Regions from separate parts of the Sus scrofa genome. Here region 2 is linked to region 1. A link is a contact called in public HiChIP or PLAC-seq data. All regions are on one chromosome and are shown on one strand. The core of a region is the stretch at or near the end of the contact, and the rest is flanking DNA. Distances in the headings are between cores, read along the strand shown. Region 1 holds the start of TRAPPC8 (trafficking protein particle complex subunit 8). Region 2 overlaps RNF125 (E3 ubiquitin-protein ligase RNF125).

Region 1 (6,465 bases), core at 1,751-4,250:
TACATTTTACAGGATTCTTTGATTCTGGGGAGAGAAGGAAGCTGGGGCTCATCTTTACTACTTGGAAAATAGGTTCTTATTTGCTTGTGTTATTGTTATTATTTTGTCCAGCAAGCTTCCTCTCTTTTAGTGACAGGCCCTGTCCTCTTGGCCTTGAGGGTGGGCACAAGGCCAAGGCCTGGCCAATCATAGCACTTCATTTTTCCTGGACAGAGTAAATGGTTGAAAGGACATGTGATGCAAAAAAGGTCAATGTCCAGAGGAGTCAGAGAAATGAGAGATGTGATATCTTAGACCCTAGGTAAAATTATCCTGCAGGGTATCTCATTCCTAAAAAAGCAGGGTGGAGACTCTTGACGGTCATCTCGTATTCATTCTCCTCTTTGTTTAGCAACAGAACTCTCAAGCCTATATTTTCCAGTCTCCTTAGGAGATAGCTGTGACCATGAGACTTGGGGGGGGGCAGTGGAATGTGATTGAAATTGTTGAATGCTATTTCTACAATCTGATCTTAAACCATTAGTCACATACTTTTTCATTCTCTTTCCCCATTCCTGTAGGCTGCAAAGCAAATGTGGCAGTGATTCCAGTTTAATCTTTAGGGGAGGACACTTTATTTATTTATTTGTCTTTTTGTCTTTTAGGGACGCTCCTGAGGCATATGGAGGTTCCCAGGCTAGGGGTCGAATCGGAGCTGTAGCCGCCAGCCTACGCCACAGCCACAGAAACGCGGGATCTGAGCAGAGTCTGCGACCTACACCACAGCTCACGGCAATGCCAGATCCTTAACCCACTGAGCAAGGCCAGGGATTGAACCCACAACCTCATAGTTCCTAGTCAGATTCGTTAACCACTGTGCCACGACGGGAACTCCTAGGGGAGGACACTTCAGAAGATGAACACTTTAGATCATTTAGGATAGATTAGGAAAGAAATGGATTTTTACAGGGAAGTCATTCATTGGAAACACTGTATAGATGTGGTGTGAGATGGTAAAGTCAATGCATAGGACAAAAATTCATTTAGGCTCAGTTGTAAAAAGGAATGAAGTACTGATTCATGCTATGATATGGATAAACTATGAACATGATGCTAAGTGAAGGAAATCAGACACAAAGGTCACATATTGAATGATTCTTATTTATATGAAATGTCCAGAATAGGTAAATCCATAGAGATAGAAAGTAGATTAGTGATTGTCAGGGCCTAGAAGGGGTATTAGGATGAAGAGTGACTGTTCGTATGCACCAGTCTTCTTTTTGGGGTGATGAAAATGTTCTGGAACTAGTAGTAATGGTTGTGCAACTTTCTGAATAAACTTAAAACCACTGAACTGTACATTTTAAAGGAGCGAATTTTATGGTACGTGAATTATATCTCCAAAAATCCATTCAGGCTAAATTACCCTTGGAGAGTCTTTCTCAAAGAGTCTAATATAGCTAGTTTTACATTCACTGTAAAAAATACATTGCCTTTTTAAGTTTTGAGTTGCATAATAAACAAAGTAGTATGCTTGCATTGGGGAACCCTGTTACCAAAAAAATATATCTTATAACTTGAGTTATACTCTGTTGCAGGAGATTCTCACATTAGAAAGGGTAAGGGATGGAGTTCCCTTGTGGCACATTGGGTTAAGGATCTGGTGTTGTTACTTCAGTGGCTTGGGTTGCTACTGTTGTGTGAGTTCCACCCCTGGCCCAGGGCCCAGGCCAAAAAAATTAAAAAATAAATAAATAAATAAATAAAAATAAAAAATAAAAAAGGTAAGGGATATATCTGAAGTATTCAAAAGGGAATATGTATACCCCGGGGGATAAGAAAAGAATTTCCAAGAGGTCCTCAGGCACAGATAAGTTTTAAGGGACTGATTTTCCAGATCTTCAACTTGCACATGTTATCTTTTGTAGACTGATCTGTGGCTAAGGTGTCATGTCAGTATATCCTACTGTCCTTTCCTACATCCCATTTTTTGATTTATAGGAAAAAGGCATACTTATCTGCCATAAATTCTTACCATGGTAGAATATTCAGGGTGCCAAAAAATCCGACAATCTGTGATATAGTTGTTGGGGAAGCGTCCTTTAAATCAAGAGCCATAAAACCATGACAGAGTTCCATTTTTCCTTGCCTTATATTTTTAGCATATAGTTCTGAAGGAATCCAATCAGTTGAATGATATAGTAAACTTCCTTTCAATCACTTATACATATTTTGAGGGAAAAAAAATCTATAAAAATGAAAGCTAGCAAGAAGCCAGTCAAGCTTTCGCTTGGCACGTAATTACTGGCTTTCCACTTTCATCACTACAAAGTAGTATTTCAGTAGAGTGTAAAAAGGAAGCTGCTGCGGAGGATCAGGTCGGATGTCCCCAGGCACACACGTTCTCTGAGACCAGCAAGACTGCAGTAGCGCAGGAGTTTCTCTTACACTCGGGTTAACTGCAGCGCCCACAACAGCACACATTTCTGCTCACTGCTTGAGTCCCCATTCGTGGTAACCTTTTCTAAATGCTTTCTAAAAAGCATGGCTGTGTTCAAAAGATACGTCGGCCTCTTCAGGCCGGATCCAGAGAAACCCCCAAGAACTGGGAGGACATGGGGACCTCTTCCCTGAGCAGGTGCCCCTAGTCGCTCCACTATGAGCGTGGGAAGGGCGGGGCCAATGGGCAGGAAGCAGCGCGAACAGCCACATCACTTGCCCACTGTTTCCAGGGGAGGCCCCCTGGGCGTGGAAGGCTTACGAGCGCCTCCACCACTGTATCATCACGGATCACAAGCGTCTACCTACTGACTCCCGGTCGCACATGGAGCGGCTTTGCCAAGCCAGACCTAACGCTGCGTGCCTGTCTGCCTAGCCCCGCCCACTGCACTCGTAGTCCCCGCCCTAGCCCTGCCTAGTAAGGGACCCACCCGTCCCACTTCCGGCGCCGGCCTCCCTACAGGCCTCGGTCGCTCTTTTACTTCCCTCTCCCCGCTCTCTTTCTCCGCCCCTATCGCCTCCTTTGACACTGTCACGTGAGGGGCGAGCGCGGGGGCTGATGGGATAAGTACGCCGGTGGGTCAGGGTTCGGCCTCAATATGGCGATACCGGTGGGACAGTGACCAAGGCTTTGCCGTCGGGAGGATTAACTGGCGATTGTCGGCGTCTCCACTTATCTGGGTGGAATGCGAGGACGCCGGGGCGAGTGCTGAGGAGCGGCGGTGACGGGGAGGGGTCAGTGGCTGGTGCCCCGGGAACCGAGGAAGCATCTGTTCCTTCTATTGGTTTCAAGGCTTTAGTGCCGGGCCCCGCCCGGCCGGGCCAGGCTGGCGGGCGGCGGCAGTAGCTGCTGCAGCCGCTGGATCAGCCTCTGAGTGGGCCGAAAGGCGGACGCCGCCGCCTCTGCCGTGGTGATGGCCCAGTGTGTACAGTCGGTGCAGGAGCTCATCCCGGACTCCTTCGTACCCTGTGTCGCCGCGCTATGCAGCGACGAAGCCGAGCGGCTCACTCGTCTCAATCACCTTAGCTTCGCGGAGTTGCTTAAGCCCTTCTCTCGCCTCACTTCCGAGGGTATGTGGTCTCCCTTTTCACTGAGCTCCTGCAAAACCGCGGCCGGGAGAGGGAAGTTGGGCGCGGGTGGGGAAGAGAACGGCGATGTTTACATCCAGGAGCCGGTAGAGTGGCGTCGGGCTGGGGCCCCTCTTTCTCTCGGGCGGCCGCTGGAGGAGGGGCCAGGGGAGAGGTTGTCAAGACAGCGTGGTCCTAACCTCCAGCTTTTCTAGGCACTTCCCAGACAAGTTAGACTGTTAGGTAATTCGTGTAAAAAAAAGAGTGGGCCCAGAGAAGGGCAGTGAGACTGTTTCTGCGGCCATAGGGAGGGAATTAGGAAGTTGCAGAGAAGGTGAGAGTAAGATCTGCCTGTTAGACGTTTGAGGTCTTAGTAAAGAAGACGAATCATCTTCCCCTGGGAGTTAAACTGGGCTTTCAAAGTTGTCTTGAGTAGTATTACATTCTTTAGTAGTGAGGCTCATCCTTTTCTAGACTTATGTTTAGTTATTTTACTTTTTTCTTTTCAACATTTAAATGTGTCCTTAGGTATAAAGTATTATAACTTCTCAAGAAAATGAGAAGTATTATAAAAGTAATGAAACTTGGAACAGCCTTTTTTTTGCCTGATGAACTAGGAAGTAAGGACAAGTTGTAGTTAATTTAATCGAGATAGTTAGAGTTATCTACATTTATAGGAATGGAAAAGGCCTGACATTTGTTTTTTCCAGATAAGCGTTTAATCACCGGGAGAAATGTCTTATTGAAGAGCTACCTGGTTTTCTCCAGCTTTGGATTCTTTATTAGGGAAAAGTAAGCGTAATATTAACTCCCAAATGTGGTTTAACCAGTATCTTTACCTCCACTTTGCAAACAGGACATAGCAAAGTTTAGGTGAAGTTCTTTGTAAGAACTTTAAATAAAAAGTTTCTATAATAAAATAAACGGGCCTATAATAAAGCTGTGTTGAGCCAACGACCATGATTTTTTTTGGTTATGGTGACTTCTCCACAAAAAAACAATGCTGTGCCATAAATTTATGTATTTACATGCCACAGGTGTATATTCTTTTGTATTTAAAGGAGAAAGGGAGCTATTAAAAAAGAAAACAAACCCCACAACGCTTTGAAGAGTTCCTGTCTTGGCAAAGTGGAAACGAATCCAACTAGGAACCATGAGGTTGCGGGTTGGATCCCTGGCCTCGCTCAGTGTGTTAAGGATCCCACGTTGCCATGAGCTGTGGTGTAGGTCGCAGACGCAGCTGGGATCCCACGTTCCTGTGGTTGTGGTGTAGTCCCGAAGCTGAAGCTCTGATTGGACCCCTAGCCCGGGAACCTCCATATGCCCTGGGTGTGGCCCTAAGAAGGGAAAAACAAAAACAAAACAGTTTGAGAACTCTTGATTTTCTTCAGCCTGTACGTTAATCATCAGTCTCATCTCCTCTAGTATTAAGTCAAAAACAACAAAGTCCTCTCTCTACATTCTTAAATTCTTAAAAAACAAAATGGGGAGCACCAATTTGACTTTGATCTATAGGCTTTTTTCTACTTTGTTAATAAAGAATAATACCACTTGATATTGCTTATGTAGCTTTTGTCTCTCAGTCCTCCTTGAGTTAAAGGTACTGTCATTAGATACTGTCAACACCAACTTAAATTTGATGACATTGAGGCATAGAGATGTTAATTTGTCCAGTCTTAGGGGTGGGAAAGTTTTCAAAGCAGGTAGTGTGACTCAAGAGGTGTTCTGGAGTTCCCTTCTTGATGCAGCGTAAACGAATCCAATTAGTATCCATGAGGATGCAGGTTCAATTCCCAGCCTTGCTTGGTGGTCAAGGATCGGGCATTGCCGTGAGCTGTGGTGTAGGTGGCAGGCGCAGCTAGGATCTCGAGTTGCCGTGACTGTGGTGTAGGCCGACGGCTACAGCTCTTATTTGACCCCTAGCTTGGGAACCTCCATATGCGACAGATACGGCTCTAAAAAGAAAAAAAAAAAAAAAAAAAAAAAAGAGAAGGTGTTCTCAGTCAGGTCTTCTTATCTGCTGGCAATACTTATTCACACGAAGGAGCAGTGCTGTCCAATAGTAAAATGATGTGAGTCTCATGTGTAACTTTAAGTTATTTAGTAGGTACGTTGTAAAAGCTAAGAAGTGGGTGAAAGTAGTTTAAATAATTTATTTTGGAGTTCTCTTGTGCAGTAGGTTAAGGGTCCTGCATTGTCATTGCAGTAGCTCGGGTTGCTGCTGTGTTGTGAGTTTGATCCCTGGCCTGGGAACTACCACATGCAGGGGGGTATGGCCAAAAAAAAAAAAAAAAAAAAAATCTGTCTCTATGTATTTAAATATATATCAGTTCCTGGTGTGGTGCAGTGGGTTAAGAATCCCACTGTAGCTGCTTGGGTGGCTTCCAAGGCAAGGTTTTGATCCCCAGCTGGGCAGAGTGGATTAAATGATTTGGCCTTGCCACAAGTGCAGTGTAGGTTGCAGCTGCAGCTCAGATTTCAATTCCTGGCCTGGGAATTTTCACATGCCATGAATGGCAGCCATAAAAAAAGAAAAAATCTTTGGACTTTTGGTGCGTACAACCAAACTGCATGGCATTGTCACGGGTATGGCTCTGGTTTGATCCCTGGCCCTGGAACTTCTGTATGTCGCAGGTGCAGCCAGCCAGTTTAGTTTCTGCTGTGGCACAGTGGGTTAAGGATCCTGTGTTGTGTCTATGGTGTTAAGGGTTCAATCCTGGCCCAGCTCAGTGGGTTAAGGATCCAGTGTTGTTGCAGTTGTGTCATAGGTTGCAGCTGTGGCTTGGATCTTTGGCCTGGGAACTTCCATATGCTATGGGTGTGCCATATCTAACAAGATATATCTATATAGAGAGATATAGCTCTGTATGTATCTTATTTAAGTCACTGTTTCTAAAATGTTACCATTTCAACATGTAA
Region 2 (6,465 bases), core at 2,856-5,355, 86 kb before region 1:
TGATATTGGGGACTGGAATACTAAAGCCAGGCTCATGAAAAGGAGATCTGGCTTCAGTACCAAAGACTAGAAAAGTTTAAAATGGCTCTAGAAGGGAAGGCCGTATTCCTGGGGCAAGAGACAGATATGACATACCTCGGAATTCCCATCGTGGTGCTGTGAAAATAAATCCAACTAGGAACCATGAAGTTTCGGGTTCGATCCCTGGCCTCGATCAGTGGATGTAAGGATCTGGCGTTGCCGTGAGCTGCGGTGTAGGTCTCAGACGCGGCTCAGAGACCTTATGGCCTTGCTGTGGCTGTGGCTGCAGTGCAGGCCAGTGGCTACAGCTCCTATTCGACCCCGAGCCTGGGAACCTCCACATGCCACATGTGCAGCCCTAGAAAGCAAAAAAAAAAAAAAAAAAAAAAAAGAAAAAAAAGACATACCTCAAAGGAAAGATCAAAATACTTGTGAACATCAGAAATGAGGGGTGGAAAAAGGGGCTCTTCACCCAGGATAACTGGGAGGATGCTCTTGTTGACAGACACCAAGGGTGGAAGAATTAGATGACAGACTGAAAATACGCTGTTTGATTTTGTGCATGGTGAATTTTACATTATGATGAAACATTAAAGTAAAAAAGCTATAACGATTATGAAGAATGTAAAAAGCTATTGATTTCGAGCATTTACCATGCTCCCTGGTGCTAAAAGCCACTCATGTTTTATTATTTACCTTTACAACCACCCTGCGACACAAATATCCTCTTTTCCCTCAATTTACAAAGACATGAACAAAAGCTTAGATTAGTAACTTGTCCCAAATCACAGAGTAAGTGAGAGAATTTGTGTCTGACATCAGGATATCTTACTCCAAAGACCAATGTATAGATTCTGTAGTCAGGCAGCCATCAGTAGATGTTTGAGTCTTAAATAAATCTTCAAAAATGCATTGAATATTTATTATGTGCCAGTCACTGTTCAAAGCACTGGGCACACAGTTGTCAATAAAACAGACCCAAACCTTATCCTCATGGAATCTGCTGGGGATAATGGATAATGAACATTAAATTTAAAAAAAAATCATACAAGTGTAATTATAAATGATGACATAAAGGAAGTACAGCATGCTAAGAGACAGTAAAACAGGCTATAATTTAGATGAACAATCAAGAAAGGTTCTCTAAAGAAATTCAGATCTTCACTACGTGATCTTTCTTTTGACCTCTAGACTGGTAATATCGAAATAACCTCCCCTTAGCAGTTCAAATTTAATGTATCTAAAATTTAACTCAGTGTATCAAATTTAATGTATTAAAATTCTTCCCCGAGTCTGCTCCTCAAATTAGCACCTTCACCTACTCATCTCAGAAACTTAGGAGGCGGGTTTTTTTTTTTTTTTTTTTTTTTTCCCTTTTTGGCCACACGTGTGGCATGCGGAAGTTCCTGGGTCAGGAATCAAACTCAAGCTGCAGCGTGACTCCTGAACCAAAGCAGTGACAACACCCTAACCAACTAGGCCACCAGGGAACTCCTTGGGAGGCATTTTTGATACCTCATTCTCACTCACCCCCATATCCAGTCAATTACCAATTTCCTTCAAGTCCTCTCCTAAAAACACTCGGAAATAATCTCTTTTGTTGTTTGCTATTGCCCTAACCCGGTTTCCTTACTACCTGCCCTAAAAGCCACTTGATTGGCTTTACCAACCCTACTTTTGTCCCCTTCAAAACATTTTCCATGCACTCGCTAGAGTGATATTTCAAAAATATAAACCTGATCAAAAGCTTATACTTCTCCTATGACTCACTACTGCACTGAAGATGAAATCTACAATCTTTGACACGGCTTGCAAGAGCTCACATGATCTAACCAGGCTAGTGTCGCATCAAGGGAGAAAAACTGCAATAAGGAGGAAGTGGTTAACAGAGATAAATACTGCAGAGCCCAGAATGACATATGTGGAAATGTGCCACTGGATTTGCAAATAAAGCTATTCGCTGGGTGGGCTGCAATTGCATGGCAGGAATGGAGGCCAGGTAATAGAGGGTCATGGAGTAATGGGGAGAGAGGAAATGGAGGTGGTAGGCAAAAGTGTGTGTCTGAAAAATCAGGTGTCATGTGACTGTAGTCCTGCAGCCCATACATATGAAATTGGGAGAAAGGAAGAGAAGAGGCTGAGATATTAAACTCTGGAAAGTCAGGGTAGCATGAGGTCAAAGGCATAGGTGAAAGGAGTGGCTGCCATCACCATTTTCTCAAAGGTCTAAGCCAGTAACATGAACAAAAGCAGGGTCACGTACCAGAGTGTCACACTCGGTGCAATTCTGGAACTCGGATTTCATTCTCTTGGCTACATCAGTTGCTGGAACGCCTTCTGAAGGAAGATATGCCCGGCAATAAGGACAGGTCCACTTATTGTTCTTTAGACTGGTAGCAATGCAGGAACGGCAGAATCTGCAGGAAACCAACCAAGAATACATCACTTTCCTTAACAGCACTAGGTGCTCATTTGTGGAAACTCTATTTTATTTTTTTATTTGGCTGCGCTGTCAGCAAGTGGATGTTTTCAGGCTAGGGACTGGACCCATGCCATAGCGGTGACCCAAGCCTCAGCAGTGACAATGCCAGATCCTTAACCCACTGAGCCACCTGGGAACTCTTAGAAACTGTATTAAATGACACTTTGTATATTAAGAGCTGTTCTGCCACTTCCCCTTTTTCTTGCCATAGCACCCTGATTTTGCTCTGCAGGAACCACATGTCATGTCTTAGATACAATCTGGTGAGACCTCATCTCAGTTGCCCACAACCTCCTGCTGAAGGCAGAGTGCCTGATGTCAGCCAGACTAAGTGAACCCTCTCTCTGGGAGATGACTCCTAAACAGAGTGACATAGGACTGATTCAGTGACAACTTGATGGGACTGTTCTGCTCTTTATTTAGAACCTCAGATCTGCCTGGGTTCCTACCCTTCCCTTCCTAGGGGTTTTTGGTAGTAATGTCATTATAAAATAATTTAAAACTCATCTGGGGAGTCCCCGTCGTGGCGCAGTGGTTGACGAATCCGACTAGGAACCATGAGGTTGTGGGTTCGATCTCTGCCCTTGCTCAGAGGGTTGACGATCCGGCGTTGCCGTGAGCTGTGGTGTAGGTTGCAGACAAGGCTCGGATCCCGAGTTGCTGTGGCTCTGGTGTAGGCTGGCAGCTACAGCTCCAATTGGACCCCTAGCCTGGGAACCTCCATGTGCTGCGGGAGCGGCCCAAGAAATAGCAAAAAAAAGACAAAAAAAACCCCCAAAAAACCTCATCTGTAGATGTTGAAAATTATCTAGTCAAAATTACCACGATTAGGAATGTCCTGCAAGTCAAGAAATATATTCTCTGGTTTACTTAAAGATGATCATGATAAAGTCTTAACATAATCAACAGAATTCAAAATCTTGACCTATTTGTAGGAGCCATTGAAGGCTAAGTGGCACAGAAGTAAAAGTGAGCATTTTTTGATAGGTTATACACATTGGCACGATCTGAGAGCTTCAAGTTTAAGTATACTATACATACTGAAAAGTCAGTCTATCATAGATATATTGTTCCATGAATTTATGTATGTATGTATGTCTTTGCTTTTTAGGACCATACCTGTGGCATACAGAAGTTTCCAGGCTAGGGATGAATCTGAGCTGTAGCTGCCAGCCTAAGCTACAGCCACAGCAATGTGGGATCTGAGACATGTCTGTGACCTACACTACAGCTCATGGCAACACCAGATCCTTAACCCACTGAATGAGGCCAGGGATTGAACCTGTATCCTCATGGATACTAGTCAGGTTTGTAACCCACTGAGCCACAACGGGAACTCCTCCATGAAACAATGCAAATGAAATTCCCAAGTATATTAGCCATTGCTGACTCTTAAAAGCAGTCTCTTCTGCCTCTGTTACAAAATCCCTACACTGCACACAGAGCATGCTGACGTCTGCACTGTTCTTGAGGCATTTGCTTGCTGTTTATGCCTGCCCACCATCCACTTCCCCTTTTCTTGCCATAGCACCCTGATTTTGCTCTGCAGGAACCACACATCATGTGTTAGACACAATCTAGTGGGACCTCATCCCAGTTGCACACAACCTCCTGCTGAAGGCAGAGTGCCTGATGTCAGCCAGACTAAGTGGAGATGACTCCTAAACAGAGTGACATAAGGACCGATTCAGCGACAACTTGATGGGACTGTCCTGCTCTTTCTTTAGAACCCCAGATCTGCTGGGTTTCTACTCTTCTCTTCCTAGGGGTTTTTGGTATTAATATTGTTTGGTAACTTTATATTTTGATATAATTTCCTACTTGATACATGGTTCTTTTTCATTTACAAAATTTTAAAACACTTCCACATATCTTAATTCATTTAACCTTATCAAATGCCTAAGAAAGATCATTATTCCTTTATAGATGAGGAAACCAAGGAACATAAAGTTATTTTACTTTTGCAAGGTCCCATCTATGGAGTTTGGACTTGGCTGGTCATTTTTGTCTTTTCCTTTTTAGGGCTGCACCTGTGGTATATGGAAGTTCCGGGGCTAGGGGTCGAATTGGAGCTGCAGCTGCAGGCCTACACCACAACCACAGAAATATGGTATCTGAGCTGCATGTGAGCCGCATCTGCAGCCTAACAGCGAAACTTGTGGCAACACCGGATCCTTAACCCACTGAGTGAGGCTAGGGGTTGAACCCAAATCCTCACAGACACTATGTTGAAAACCCACAATATTTAAAAGCATTACCATGGAAAAGTACTGGATGCTACTCCAGCTCAAGTGTCACTTTCTAGGGTGCAGAAACCAAACTGTAGAACTGCTTAGTTCAGAAGACCTGAGGTAAACACGCTCTCCTTAAAGGTATAGTTATCAAATCTAAGTCATGAGGGCTGTAGCATCTAACATCCCCTACCCTTTTACCTTGGCATGAAAAGTATACAAGCAATCAAAAGTTTTGTGATTTGTCCAATCAGAATACACACTGGGCTATTCAACTTTAGGTAAATTTATATTATATAATGGAGCACACAGACCAGACAACTCAAAATTAAAACCTTTTAGAAAGCAAAGTATACAAGTGTGTATATAGTATAAGTTTCTTGCAGGTTTGTAGACAGATAAAAACATCCAGGGTAAAGAAAACAAGAACATTTACCTACCTGTTGGAGAAATAGGAACTGGAAAGAATGGTGTATGTGGTAGAAAAAGGGTATTTTCACTGTTGATTTTTAAGTTTCAACTATATGAACAAATTACCTACACAATAAACGATTCTTTTAAAAAGTTAATCACCTACAACCACTTGGGACAAATGGACTGGTAGTGTCTGTCTGATCAAACAAAACTAATAGGGGAGCCCTTGACTGGGCAATACCAAGCTCATGTATTTACTCAAGAGAGATTAAACAAAAAAAAAAAAGTCCATTTGTACAAGAACATTCAGAAGGAATGTTTTCATATTAGCCCCAAACTGGAAATAACCCAGGTATCCATCCACAAGTAAATGCATAAACAAACTGGGGCACAGTCTTACAATGGAATACTACACAGTGATAAAAAAGAACAAATAACTGATACAAGCAATAACATGGATGAAGCTCAAAGACATACTGAGTAAAGAAGCCAGACACATGAACTTAGCCACGAAAAAGACACAGACTCATAGACTAGAGGACAGACTTGTGGTTGCCAAGGGCGAGGGGGGAGATAGAGGAGGGATGGAGTGGGGGTTTGGGATTAGCAGATGCAAACTATTATGTATAGAATAGATAAACAACAAGGTCCTACTGTTTAGAACAAGGAACTCTATTCAATATCCTGTAATAAACCATAATGGAAAAGAATATGAAAAAGAATACATATATAACTGAATTACTTTACTGACCACCAGATACCAACATAATATTGTAAATCAACTATACTTCAATAAAATTAATTTTTTAAAAAAAGAAGACGGGAATTCTGTGGTGGCTCAGTGGGTTAAGGATCCAGCTTTGTCACTGCAGTGGTTTGAGTCACTGCTGTGGTTCAGGTTAGATCCCTGGCCTGGGAATTTCCCGGCCCAGGGAACTTCCGTATGCTATGGGTGTGTCCAAAAAATAAAAATTAAAAGAAGCCAGTACATCCTGTGTAATTCCACTTTTCTGAAATTCTTAAATAGGCAAAACTGATCTATGACAGAAAAAAAAAATAACACAAAAATGAGTGCCCGTGGGGGTACATGAACGGGGATGAATGGGAAGGGGCAAGAAGGGACCATCTAAGGGAAATGAAACTATTTTATACCTTAGTATGTGGGTTTTGTTTTGTTTGGCCGTGGTGTGCAGTGGCTTGATGTGGGATCTCAGTTCCCAGACCAGGGATTGAAGTCAGGCTGCAGTGGTGAAAGTGCTGAGTCCTAACCATTAAACCACCAGGGAACTCCCCCAAAACTATTCTGTATCTTTTCTT

The links. HiChIP or PLAC-seq counts read pairs in DNA pulled down with a chosen protein or histone mark.
Region 2: an H3K27ac HiChIP or PLAC-seq map of alveolar macrophages shows a contact between it and region 1. The contact joins the enhancer-like site here to the promoter of TRAPPC8 in region 1. A contact is called at or near these places in 9 of 47 Hi-C or Micro-C datasets (alveolar macrophages, blood, embryonic fibroblasts and 4 more) and 1 of 2 datasets of contacts at active chromatin or transcription factors (alveolar macrophages).

The regions. Positions count from the first base shown.
Region 1 is chr6:115,783,203-115,789,667 of Sscrofa11.1, reverse strand. It overlaps TRAPPC8 (trafficking protein particle complex subunit 8), which reads left to right and starts at 3,000. Exons shown (of 29, transcript XM_021096212.1): 1 at 3,000-3,549. The coding sequence starts at 3,393.
Region 2 is chr6:115,870,206-115,876,670 of Sscrofa11.1, reverse strand. It overlaps RNF125 (E3 ubiquitin-protein ligase RNF125), which reads right to left. Exons shown (of 6, transcript XM_013999274.2): 2 at 2,285-2,438. Among named protein-coding and RNA genes, the nearest start is that of RNF125, 16 kb to the right of the region's middle. Within about 2 kb of position 4,105, at least 25 of the 83 cell types and tissues checked have an H3K27ac peak or open chromatin away from gene starts, as enhancers often do. A contact at or near this core is called in alveolar macrophages, liver and retroperitoneal adipose tissue, where this site is marked.